3 separate regions of the Mus musculus genome follow, and all the other regions are linked to region 3. The links are chromatin contacts, called in public promoter capture Hi-C maps. All regions are on one chromosome and are shown on one strand. The core of a region is the stretch at or near the end of the contact, and the rest is flanking DNA. Distances in the headings are between cores, read along the strand shown.

What was found. Promoter capture Hi-C pulls out the DNA fragments that hold promoters and counts their contacts.
Region 1: a contact with region 3 is called in a promoter capture Hi-C map of liver, with 2.7 times the contacts expected there. The contact joins two enhancer-like sites. A contact is called at or near these places in 1 of 39 promoter capture datasets (liver) and 1 of 9 other capture datasets (adipose tissue).
Region 2: a promoter capture Hi-C map of liver shows a contact between it and region 3, with 2.4 times the contacts expected there. The contact joins the promoter of Rnf186 here to the enhancer-like site in region 3. A contact is called at or near these places in 3 of 39 promoter capture datasets (the 3T3-L1 cell line, hippocampal neurons and liver), 1 of 484 Hi-C or Micro-C datasets (nephron progenitors), 5 of 115 datasets of contacts at active chromatin or transcription factors (acute myeloid leukemia, astrocytes, bone marrow-derived dendritic cells and 2 more) and 2 of 9 other capture datasets (liver and pancreatic islet).

What each region holds. Positions count from the first base shown.
Region 1 is chr4:139,627,751-139,632,146 of GRCm38.p6, forward strand. All of the region lies in intron 1 of Aldh4a1 (aldehyde dehydrogenase 4 family, member A1), which reads left to right. Among named protein-coding and RNA genes, the nearest start is that of Aldh4a1, 7.1 kb to the left of the region's middle. Within about 2 kb of position 2,526, at least 15 of the 459 cell types and tissues checked have an H3K27ac peak or open chromatin away from gene starts, as enhancers often do. A contact at or near this core is called in liver, where this site is marked.
Region 2 is chr4:138,965,237-138,969,229 of GRCm38.p6, forward strand. Rnf186 (ring finger protein 186) reads left to right here and starts at 1,883. Exons shown (of 1, transcript NM_025786.4): 1 at 1,883-3,129. The coding sequence starts at 2,077. The coding sequence ends at 2,757.
Region 3 is chr4:139,271,428-139,275,446 of GRCm38.p6, forward strand. All of the region lies in intron 4 of Capzb (capping protein (actin filament) muscle Z-line, beta), which reads left to right. Among named protein-coding and RNA genes, the nearest start is that of Slc66a1, 37 kb to the right of the region's middle. Within about 2 kb of position 2,039, at least 10 of the 459 cell types and tissues checked have an H3K27ac peak or open chromatin away from gene starts, as enhancers often do. A contact at or near this core is called in liver, where this site is marked.

The DNA of each region.
Region 1 (4,396 bases), core at 1,276-3,775, 360 kb after region 3:
GGCACCCGGAAACACACTGCACCTGGCACACAGTAGGTGTTGAACTGTTGCTGTCAAAATGACCCAGAACGGAGTGCAGCTTGGATCCTGGCTCCACCTCTAAGCTGTGCTGTGGTTCTGTGCAGTTGGCTTGGCTTTACAGTGCAACCTCGAGTTGTCATGTGGGAGGTATCAGTAGCCGACTCTCACATGGTTGTCTTGACATCGGGATAGTTTGGGTTTTTTTGCAGTGTTGAGAGCCTGTGTGTGTAAAACAGGTACTTACCATGGGGCTGATTGTCCAGCCCCCCCCACCCCCCTTTTAACATTTATTTTGAGATAGAGTCTTGCTAAGTTGCCCAGGCTGGCCTTGAACTTGCAACCTCTCTGCCCCAGCCTCGGAGTAACTGGGATTACAAGCCTTCATCACAAGGCCTTGCTTATCTTGGGGTTTGCATGAGTTCATGGATTGTTTGACACATGCTCAGCACCCAGAAAACTGAGGCTTGTTGTAATCTGGTGACCCATCTCTCTCCCACAGTCGGCTGCCTTGTGTGGCCAGCCCTGACAGAAATACTGAGGACAGCTGGACAGCAAGAGAGTACTCCAGGATGGGTGTGGTGGCATATACCTTTAATTCTAGTGCTTTGGAGGCAGGAGCAGGCAGATCTCTGAGTTTGAGGTTAGCCGGGTCTACATAGTGCACAGTGAAGGCTGGGCTGCAGTGCTAGTGACTGTCCATCTGAGGCATTCCCCTCCTCCACATGGGAAGTGAGTGGTTCCTTTGCACTGTGTGGTCAGGGGATTGACCTGCCCCGTCATCCAGGCTGGCCCAAGATCTCTGAGATATCCTTTGACCACAGACTATATCTCCTGACTTTATAAGTTTGTGCCATTACAGATGAGCTGTGACCAGGAGCTGTAAAGGAGTAATGCTATCTCTGAGTATCAGTTGACTTATCCATAAAATGGGGTCACAGTGCAACCTAGTACATTACGAGGGTCCCTGTACCCGATGGTCAGCTTTAACTGTCAGCTTGACACAACCTAGAAACACCTGGGAAGAGAATCCAAGTGAGAGACTTTCTACTTTGAGTTGGCCTGTAGGGGAATGTCTTAATTGAGTTAATTCTGAAAAGACCCAACCCACTGTGGGTGGCGTCATTCCCTAGGCAGGAGCTTCCGAGCTGAGCATAAGCTCTTGAACACGTATGTGTTCTCTTCTCTCTGCTCTTGACTGTGGCTGTGACCAGCTGTCTCAAGCGCCTGCCTCTGAAGTCTCCCTACAGTGACAGACCCGGGTGGTGAACTAACAGAAACCTTTTTGTCCCCAAGTTGCTTCTTGTCAGACTCTTTTATCATGGCGTTAGAAAGGACACAAGGACAGTGTCCACACCTCACTCTGCTCAGTGCTCAGAGCTCAGGGGATGAGCTACAGTGTCTTCCAGGGCATCAAGGTGAAGTGCTCCTGTCGACTGCCCCACCCTGAGCCTGTACTTTCCTCTCCCCGGGAGCCTCCACTGCTACCTTAATTACACCTAATTGAGTGATAAGGGGGATTTGCTTTATCAGGCTGCAGATTACAACTGGGAAACAGGCAGCTGAAGGGAACAAGATAACCTCTACTTACTTCTTGACCTGGTACTTAGCTAGCAGGAGGTCCAGACCACAAGCTCAGTCCTGAAGGTCTGCTGTCGGCTCTCACACCCTCACACTCCCAGGCTTGCTCTCTGCCGGCGCTTATGTGTGGGGTTGCTTGGAAGGGACACAGGCTGCTTCCGGATCGGATGCTCAGGCTCTGGCCCAAATCCCCCTGCTTGGCTTTGAGATGATGGAAAGCCCCCTCAGACCTGAGGGTGGGGTGGGGGACCCACCGGTGAGGGACATCCAAGTGTGATGGGAGGTCTGAGGAAAGGACGGGCCGGCTGTGCTTCTGCAAGGAATGTGTGATGGGGAATGAGCCTAAGGGCTCCCGAGGATCTGAGTCTTCATTGTAGAAGAAGTGGTTTTAAGGTGAGTCTCCCTCAATCCGGTTTTCATGTTCAAGTCTGGGGCTGGGGCCTGCAAGCTGGCTCAGCAGGCGAAGGCGCTCGCCGCCAAGCCTGACGACCCAAGCTTGGTTCTCAGGATCCATGCAGTAGAAGCAGAGACCTGACTGACTCTTAGTTGATTTTTGATCTTCCCGTCTACGCCGTGACACATTAGAAAGAAAACATAGTCCACTCTGCCATATAGAAAATCACGGGCTCACTCACCCATTGGGTGGACCCGTGCAATCGTAACAGATGTATCGTAGTGTGGCAGTGTCATGCCCACCCCTTTTGCAGCAGCCCCTGGTTGAAAGAGGTCCCCTTGGATCGGCTTGTGTCCAGGAGGTTTCTGTGTGGGCGTTCTCTGTCGCATTCACGATGACTAAGTTGCTTAGCTGCGTCCTCCTCAGAACAGGTCCCTGGCACTGGAGAGGCAGGGTGATGGCGTAGCTTTGGTTATGGCATAAGCAGCCTGGAGATAGCGGCGGAGACTTGACTGTTACGTCGGACTCTGATGAATGAGGATGGCACTATTGAACCTTGGACAGGGTGGAGCCAAGCCCTCTTTCACCTGGTCTCCTCCTCTCAAGAGTGCTGAGTTTGCTGGCTCAGGTTCTTCCTGGAAACCGTGACATCTCCTGCCACTAGGTGGGGGAAGGGGACGTGGTCTCTGAAGCTTGCAAGGAAGAAGAGCTTTCTGGCTCAGGCCCTGGCCCCGTCCTTAGCGGGTTAGCCCAGGTTGCCAGGAAGCATGAGTTGGGTGGGTGTAGACCTTGCCCTGTGCTTCCTCTCTCTCCACAGCGGGAGGATTGAGATCCGGGTTGAGCTCAGAAACCTGTGGAGAGTAAACCACCTGGTGGGCGGAGTAAACCTGTGTTGTTGCTTTGGGCAAACCTAGCTGACTGCATAGATGGATGGATGAATGAATGAATGAATGAATGAATGAATGAATGAGTGAATGAATGAATGAATGAGGAAAACCGTCCTGCCTAGAAAGGCCTTCAGGAATCCTCTTAGAGCTCTCATACTTCCGGTAGCTACCCCTTTGACAGACCTCTATCTCCAAAAATACATTAGATTCACAACAGTAGCAAAATTATAGTTACAAAAGTAGGAACGGGTGAGATGGCTTAGTGGGTAAGAGCACCCGACTGCTCTTCCGAAGGTCCTGAGTTCAAATCCCAGCAACCACATGGTGGCTCACAACCATCCGTAACAAGATCTGACTCCCTCTTCTGGAGTGTCTGAAGACAGCTACAGTCTACTTACATATAATAAATAAATAAATCTTTAAAAAACAAAAAACATTCCTTAAAAAAAATAGCAACGACAATGACTTTATGGTCGGGGGTCACCACACCTTGAGGAACTATATTAAAGAATTGTAGCTTTCAGAAGGTTGAAAACCACTGTCCTGGAAGCCTTAAGTCTTGCCAACTGATCTGCCTCCATCTTCGTCTAAGCCACTGGAGGGGTGCCTGTTAAGTCAGGACAGATCACTAGCCAAAAAGAAAAAAAACACAGCGCACTGGGAGAAAAGCTTGTTAGTTTTGGAACCACTTAACTCAGGCTCAACGTGATTTTTGAACTTGCCTCCTCAGGACCTGGAGACGGTCCAAGAGCCTGAGGTCACAGTGGGTCTCTGCCTTGGGGAGGGTGGAGGGAGGCCTGTGGGACTTCTGTTTCTGGCATTGCTTTGGGGGGTGGGGGAATGGCAGAATGGCAGGGAAGAGAGACCCTGTGTGGGCGGGGTATCTGCTGACTTTTTCCCCACCAGAGCTGGATCTGTCCTGAGTATGATCCTGGTTGGGGATGGGTGGGGTCTTTGGGAACTCCTGAGCCTTGGTACATCTATCTGGACCCAGTGGGCAAGGAATGCCTGGCTTGTTCACGCACAGTTGGAGGTGACTTTTGAGGGTACCCTGTAGTGTTCTTGGGCTGAGGAAGCAGGCTCCAGGCAGGCCTCCCAGAGGAGTAGATGAGCCCTGCTGTTGGAGAGGGATCTTGACTGGCTGGGACGGTTGGCTTTGATTCATCTGCTTCCAGGAATGACATTGTCCAATGCAGTGGGTGGTTGGGGGAGGCCTGGAGGCCTGTTGGACATGGGTCCACATGCGAGATTTTTACCTTCCCACTGTCAGCCCCTAGAAACTCCAAACACCTCTCTCCCTGTTGCCAGGACTTCAGGAGGAAGGGGGGACATGGCAGATTTCTCTAGCTTTGCCAGCTAAGAGCTGCCCGGTCTCCATAGTAACCTAATGGGTTTCACTATTCTGTTCTGGAGCTTAAGGGAGGTAGGTCTGGGTCATTGGCCAGACAAGGGTGAGGCCAAGGAATGTGACGTGGCCTCTGGGTGTGGCCGTGGAGGGAGCGTGGACACCTTCCCT
Region 2 (3,993 bases), core at 633-3,132, 310 kb before region 3:
AGACCAATATAAGAGGGTTTGGGGGCAGCAGTGATCACTCAAAGTGAAGACAGGCCACTGTCATCTGAAAACATTCTGTACACAGACACCCAGGGCTACGGCCAGGAGCCTTTCTACGAACCTGGTAGAAACTGGGGTAGAAAGAAATCCCCGCTGACCCAGCCTAAGGCAGAAAGAATGGAAACTGGGGCTGGGATCCAGAGTGAGGGGACCCTGAGGGGGGAACAAAGCAAGAACAGGCAGCCTCTGCCTGCTGGAGGCTCCACACACATAGACTGAACCTGTGGCAGGCACAGCCCCTCGGGGTAGAGGGAAGGGTTTAACCCAAGAAGCTTGACACCAGTAGCCACTGACAAGCCATCTCTGGATTCACTGTGGTGCTAGTTGTTGTTCTTGTTTTTTGTTGTTGTTGTTGTTTGTTGTGAGGGAAGGGACATCTATCCCAGCTTGCTCTCTCTCTCTCTCTCTCTATATATATATATATATTATAAGGGAAATAAGGGAACACCATTATCACAGACCCCATTACAGATGGTTGTGAGCTACCATGTGGTTGCTGGGAATTGAACTCAGAACCTCTGGAAGAGCAGTCAGTCCTCTTAACTGCTGAGCCATCTCTCTAGCCCCCATCCCAGCTCTCTCATTCCAGGCATGGTGAGGGGGACAGAATTTCATGACTGCCACACTTCGTCCCCTCTACCATGCCACATGGAGTCCTACCAGCTTAAGCCAGCCACCCAGAGGCCAATAGAATCTTCATGGATTGACATGGCTGAGTTCCACGAGACTGGGAACCAGACCTTGGACATGGCAAGATCCTGCCCCTGTGGTAGGCCCCTTGGCAGGCAGCCAACAAGCCAACACCCTGCCCCTGTGCCCAGACCTTTCTTACAGAGCTGGCATTCTAGGAGACCACAGGTGAGGACCCAGGCCGGGAGAGCTGGCTCTTAGAAGACCCAAATAACAGCAGTTTATGCTTATGCCTGGGTGCCTAGAGCCAGGGGTCTGTTCCCGCGGTGCACTGACAGGAGAGATAAATACCTGGGAACCGGAAGCTGCTAATGCAGCTGTGAGGATGACAAGAAACTGAATGGGCCAATGTGTGCTTGTTAGTTTCGGTTTTCTGTTCAGACTTTCCTGTCCCCAACACTTCGCCCAATCTCTCTTTCTCTTTTTTCCTAATGCCACCCATTTGCCCATGTTTTCAAGGCACAAACACTCTCTTCTGCATTGAGTCTGAAATCTAGAAGGTCTGGAGGCCTTTCTCAGAGGGATGCTTCCCAGTCACCCTCATCAGGACCACAGAGATGTTGGAGAGCTTTACAGTTGTTTACACCCCATCCGGGCCTGACACATCTACCCCTCTGTGCCTCGGAGCCTGGTACTCTGCATTTTTAAAGGCTGATGAGATGTCTCAGCAAGTATGCCAGCAATTGTGACACCCTAAGTTCTACCCCGCAGAACCCCCCTCGTTACACAAGAGAACTGACTCTTTCAAGTCCCTTGACCGCCACATGTGGACCATGAAGACATGTGTCACATGCCTACACCGGCACACACAGAGAATAAATGTAATTTCTAAAGGGTTGTGGGGTTTCTGCTCATTTCCCTACACCAGGGCTTTGATTGGCCAGGGGTGGAGGTGGAGGTGGGGATGGGGTGTCACTGGTGCGCTCCAGAGCGTAGTAGTAGAGACAGCGTCCCTGTCGGTTGTCATGTAGACACTCACCAGGCATGGCCCCAACAGGAAAGTCCTGATTCATGAGACTCCACCCACTTTGGCCCTTCTATCAGGTAATTCAAAGTCTCCAGGTCTCCAAGTTACTGATTAACCCTGGGTTTCGAGTAAAGAAATAATAATAACTGAAGGACCAACATAAGCGGAGAAACAAGCAGGGCAACCAAGGGAGCAAGATGCCAGACATCGGTTGTCAGCAGGTACCCGCAGAGAGCAGAAGGGAGACTGGAAGCGTCCCCACAGGACCGGAACCCATGCAAGTCCTGGCAGCTCCGGTGGATGTCGCATGCGGATGCCCGTGCGCGGATCAGCCTTGTCCCTCCACCTCTGTACCCAGAATGTCCTGCACTGAGGCCCCACAGCCTATCCCAGCGGGTACCACCACCACCAGCACCATCATTGCCTTGGGGCCCACCGGGCGGCTCAGCATCTCTGTGGAGGGTGACCTGGAATGCTTGGTGTGCCGAGAGCCCTACAACTGTGCTCGGTCCCCCAAGCTGCTTAGCTGTCAGCACACCTTCTGTGCCGTATGCCTGAAGCTTCTGCTATATGTGCAGGAAGACACCTGGTCCATCCCCTGTCCGCTGTGCCGAAAGGTCACTGCTGTCCCGGGAGGCCTCATCTGCAGCTTGCGAGACCAGGAGGCGATGGTGGGGCGTCTGGCCCTGCCATGCCCAGAGGTGCGCCTATGTCCTCAGAGGCTAGTGGGTTCTGCCGCTTCAGCAACTCGGCCAGCCAACTGGACAGGAGAAGAAGAACAGGACACTGTAAGTGTCAACCGTGTAGCTGCCCGGCGCCTGGCTGTACACTTGCTCTTGTTGGCTCTTGTCATTGTCCTTATCCTGCCTTTCATCTACCCGGGTGTCATCCGGTGGGTGTTGGCCTTTGTCATTGCTCTGGCTCTCCTGATGTCCACCCTATTCTGCTGTCACCCCCAGAGCCAGAACAGCAACTGGCTTTGCCCCAGGACTCTGTTCTGCAGAGAGCAAAAGCAAACCCAGATCACTTCTATTGCCTGAGAACTCTGGATCCCTACAGGCCCAGTGCTGCCAAGGTTCCCTCCTCCCCCAGACCTCACAGTCTGCATGGGTAAGGGGCTAGGGGCCGCCTTTCAAAATCACATTCGAACTGGACTTGCGTGTCAAAGCCAGACTGGCCATGTTGGATCAAGGATTCTGTGCTGGAACAGTGGGATCGCACCTGCCTGTTCCTGTGTAGCATAGGAAGGAAAGGGGGAAAGAGAGGAGACACCCCCTGAATGAGTGACTCAAGGGTGGTGGGGTCCCTACCCCTATTCCAGAGCTCCTAAGTTTTGTATATATCCCTTTGTACACATATTGGGACATTGGCCTTACTACAAAGCAAATAGAACCAGGTCTCTTTTGTAATCCATGTAGCTGGCTTCATTTTTTTTAAATTTGGGCTTTGATGTTTTGTGTCCTGGGAAGTTTGTGACCATCTCTAGCCATTGCCCACTTTCCCTCCTGGGGTGCCAGAGCCCAAGGGGATACTGCCAGGTTTTCCCCAGGGTTGCTTGCTACACTGATCCCAAACCTTCCATGCCAAAAGTCTCCTTACGGTTTCCCACAGGGTCCACCCCAGGGTGGAGTACACATGGAATTGGAATTGTAAAGTGGGGAGAGGGTATCCGAGGATCAGCAGACAGAGATGGGGAGGTGTGGAGAGGGTGGGTCCAGGAATTGTCCTTAGGATCTACGCTGAGATCACCAGTTGCGTACCATGAGGGCTTGACTCAGAGAATCTCAGGGGACATGGACACACACACACACACACACACACACACAGAGACAGAGAGAGAGACAGAGAGAGAGAGAGAGAGAGAGAGACTCAGCTCTCCATCAGACTCCCAGACTCACATGACAGAACGAAAGCTTTCCAGATGGCGCCTCTCTTCTTATCACATCTACGGCCCTATTTGCTCCTTTGTCATAAAGATAAAACATCTCGTAAATGCAACGGTCCTCGGCGGTGTCACCCCACCTCAGCCTCAGAGCGGCAGTCGCTAGAAAGGTCCTTGGGTCATCTCTTCAGGACTATTTGGGCTTCTTTTTTCATGCAGCGCGGGGGGGGGGGGGTGGGAATCCACCCTCAGAAATGAGCCCTGGTGGGTTCAAGCAAAGAGGAAGTGGGAGAGCAAGAAGCCCAGTGTGGGAGCTGGAAGTTTGTCTCGGAGAGTCCCTGTGATCAGACTTAAAACTCTGGAGGGACTCCCCAGGCCTTGTGCACTGTCCTTT
Region 3 (4,019 bases), core at 789-3,288:
AAACAGCTTTGGTGAATCGAAGTGGTTTGGTAGTCCCAGGGCCCCAAGTGATGCCTTGCTGAAAGACTGGGCTCCACAGAGCCAGCTGCATTTCTGTAAGGAGTGTCCATGCAGAGGCAATGGCTGCAGTGTTGAGTGTAGATGCCCCATCAGATCCCCGAGCCCCTCCAGTCACGGCTGTTCCCAGAGAGGTCTTCATCATTTTCCTTCGAGTAAAAAAACAGAAGGCTGTAAAGAGAGACCATAAAGGACAGCCGCGGCCCAGATGTGCACGTGTGAGCATGGCTGGCATTAAAGTCACACATGCCTAAGTCGATCGGTATGCTTGCTCAGGGGATTGTTGCACCTGTGTGTACTGGAAGGAATTTCCACAGAATCCCTGCCCCTTGTCTGTGGGCAGACTGAGACATGTTCTATAACTGGTAAAAACAGCTGTTATCGCACAAACAAGGGTGACTGGGATCTGTATCTTATCTGAACTTAGCCATCCAAAGCCAAGGTTAACTTTTCTGCTTTGTGTGTAGCCAAGACTAGCTCCCAGGGCCATGGAGGTGAGACTTTGCTCCCATCAAACAGCACTTCATGTTTCTGCAGGAAGGCCTCCTGAGCAGTTCAGCGCATATAGGGGCCAAAAGGGAATAGTTGGATGCTGCTAATAGGCATCGAGGCAGGACTCTTGATCTGTCACCCTCTCCTGTCTCTAGACATACTGTCAACAGACACCCTTACACTGAGCTGGTATAACTAGTTAGAACAGCATCTATTGCCCAGCCCTGCAGTTATGGACGTCTGCAGTTCTCTGAGCATCACTCTGGCCCATGTGGGCAGCTCCTGGGTTCTCCTCTTGGCCAGAGATAGGCAAATCAGGAGTTTGTAGCCAGGGGTTACAAAGGAATGTTAGTCACAGATAGGAGGCAGCCAGCTTCAGCACCTGTCTGGGCCACTGGGGCTCTTCTCATTCCCGAGCTGAAGTTAAGTCGCTCTCGCCTGTGAGAAGCATCCTTCTCGCATCAGAAGGATGTGAAGGGTGATCCAAGAAGCCAACCACTCTTGGTAACTGAGGACTTGGCACTTAGAGACTGGGGAGGAACATGAAGAAGTCACTGTCTGGGAGCTAGAACCTCGATTCATGCTAGGATGTATCTGTTCTGTGGGTTTTTTCTCCCTAGCACAAACTGTCATCAAGCAGGAGAGCCTTGCCTATGTGACCTTGTCCCTGCCAGTCTACATGATAATCATAGTAAAAATGTCCCATCGGCCATCTGACAATCTTGTGCTTCTAGTTAGTGAGGTCTCAGAAGGCCCTGTCTGTGACAGAAGGGTGAAGTGGGCAAGGGGAAAGTTTCAGAATCCAAGAGTGGCTGCCACTGCCAGCTTGGCACAGATGAAGGGCATCCACCGGTTAGACCATTCTAACAGGTTTACTAGACCCTGATATACCTTTGCGCCAACCGCCTTAGTCATCGGATCTCTCAGAGGTCTCGAGACCTTCGTTTGTCTTGATCTGTCTTCATCTTGACAGAGGTGCCAGAGTCTAGCCCCTCCATGACCTCGTTTTCCCCTGCAGCGCCCTCGCCTGGGCCTCACTGTATCTGTCTAGAAGGCATTCATACTCTCTCGCCTTGCCTCTTCCTCTCATATATTCTGAGTCACAGAGATCTCTGTGGGAGGGTGGCCCAGGGCCTGTGAGTGACAGCAGAGTCTGAATCCATGCGTAAGAAGACAAGTTGCTGGCCACAGGTGTCCTTGGGGCGGCTACAGGCTCGGCGTGAGCCTTGCCGTGGACTGCTAAGCTGAGTACTGTTCTCCCACCATAGGAGGGGCCCTGGTGAGCTGTAGACAGGTGGATCATAGTGACAGGAGGGACACACTGCAGGATTGAAAGACTGGGAAACTGTAGGAGTCCATGGGAGCCATCTGGAGTTCTGTGGGAAGACAGGGTGAGGAGGTTGACCTTTCTGCTCTAGGTGGTTGTAAGGTGTTCAGCTGTGCCCAGTGTCTGAAACAAACCTTTGCCCTGGGAGCTATTGAGTGCCTGTGCCTAGAACTGTGTAACAGGAGCTTTTGAGAAAGATGGAAGAGGTTATGAGCCAGCTCTTATGACACTCAGGTTCCCACGTGAGGAAACCAATCAATATTCCCAGCTTTGGTTTTAGCCTTATTTTAGGGGTGTGTGTGTGTGTGTGTGTGTTTGCATGTGTGTCCTCATGAGAAGCCAAAGGAGCCCTGGGGTGTCTTCCCCTACTGCTCTCCCCCTTATTCCTATAAGGTAGAGTCTCTCACTGAGCCTGAAGCTGGCCTTTCACTGAGAGTAGCTGGCTAGTGAGTTCCCTGGGTTTGCCCGTCTCTGCTCCCCAACACTAAGTTGACAGGTAAGCACAATGCCTGGCTTTTCTTTTTTGTTGATTGTCGTTTGTTTTGGATTTTCTGTTTTGTTTTGATTTGATCTTGTGACAGGGCCTCACTCTGCAGCCTTGGCTAGACTGGAAATCACTCTGTAGACCAGACTAGCTTCGCCTGCCTTTGCCTCCCAAGTGCTGGGGTTACAGAGGTGTATACCTCTACATCTGGCCTCAGCTTTTTTCTCTTTTTAGCGTACTTTTTTAGTGTATTTATTTTACATGGGTGTACATATGGAGATCAGAAGACAGTCTGTGGGAGTTAGCTCTATCCTTCCGCCATGTGGGCCCGGGGATTGAACTAAAGTTGTCAGGCTTGGCAGCGGATGTCCTTACCTGCTAAGCCACGTCACTGACCAAGGCCATCTTTCTATGTGGGTGCTAGTGACTCAAAAGTAGATCCTCTTGTTTACACAGAAAGTTCTCTCGCCCGTAGAGCTGTCTCCAGCCATACCTTTACAGGCCCTTGCCCACGTTGCCCAGCTCTAGACCGTCCTGCCTCGGCCTTCTGAGGGTGGGCTTATAGGTGTGCGGCCATCCCTGGACGCCTTGACTTTATTTAACCAATCAGAAGAAGCTTCAGAAGAAGACCCCCACCTAGCATCTTTGAGACTTCATCTCTTCCTTAAGCCTCTGCCATATGGGTCTGTGGGCCTGGGTCAGCACCGTGGAGACTAGAGTCTCATGGCTTGAGCCCAGACCGGAGGCAGTTACCCGGGCAGATGCCCATGGCTGAAGGGAGGTCCCTGTGAACCCTAGAACCACAGTTAGTTTCTTGGAGGGCACTGGAAGGTCAGCTCCAGCAGGAATGTCCTGGCCTTGGCCTTGCTGTTTTGTTCTGTTTTTAAGGTTGTGGCCCGGGACTCAGTGCATGTGAAACCTTTGCATTCGGACCTGGCCACTGTTCCAGGAGGCAGGATTGTAGGCCAGCTTCCAAAGCCACTCAAGGCCCATCTCCTCGTTCCATCTGCAGCTCGGGCTGGCCAAGGCTGCCATTTGGGTGGATCACAGTTACAGCTCAGGTTCCCAAAGCAACTTTCCATCCACGGGCTCTGCACACCTCGGCATCAAACCCTCCACAAGGTCCTCGGGCCAGGACCCTTTTTACTTCTCTCCAGGAGGTCACTGTGAGTGTAGAATGTTTTCGCTTTTTGGTTCCGCAGTGCAGACTGTGGCGTGGACTCCGAATGTGACTGATGATATGCAGCTGGAAAGGGGTTTTCAGAGACTCGGAAGACAAATCATGATCCATTTTAAGGATCTTAAGGAGGGTAGAGAATATGTTCACATAGGTGCATAATCCTGACGGGCCTCACTGAAGTGGCTAGCCCCTCGGAGGGTTTTGCCTTGGGCCTCCTGCTTCATCCAGTGCAAAGGTACCCCCTTGTCTCCCAAGTCACCTAGTGGTTACCTTGTCATTCCCAAACAGAGGAACTATAGCTTCTCCCCTGAAACTCCCGTTTCTCAAGGCCTGCAAGACCACTCCACAGGTCTGTTCTCCTCTGTTGACAGCCAGGGCCACCAGGGCTTCTGATAAGACTGATGGCTGATGTATGCCTGCTTCTCTGACACCAGTAAAGATGATCACACACGCACACACACATACACCCTGGTGATCTG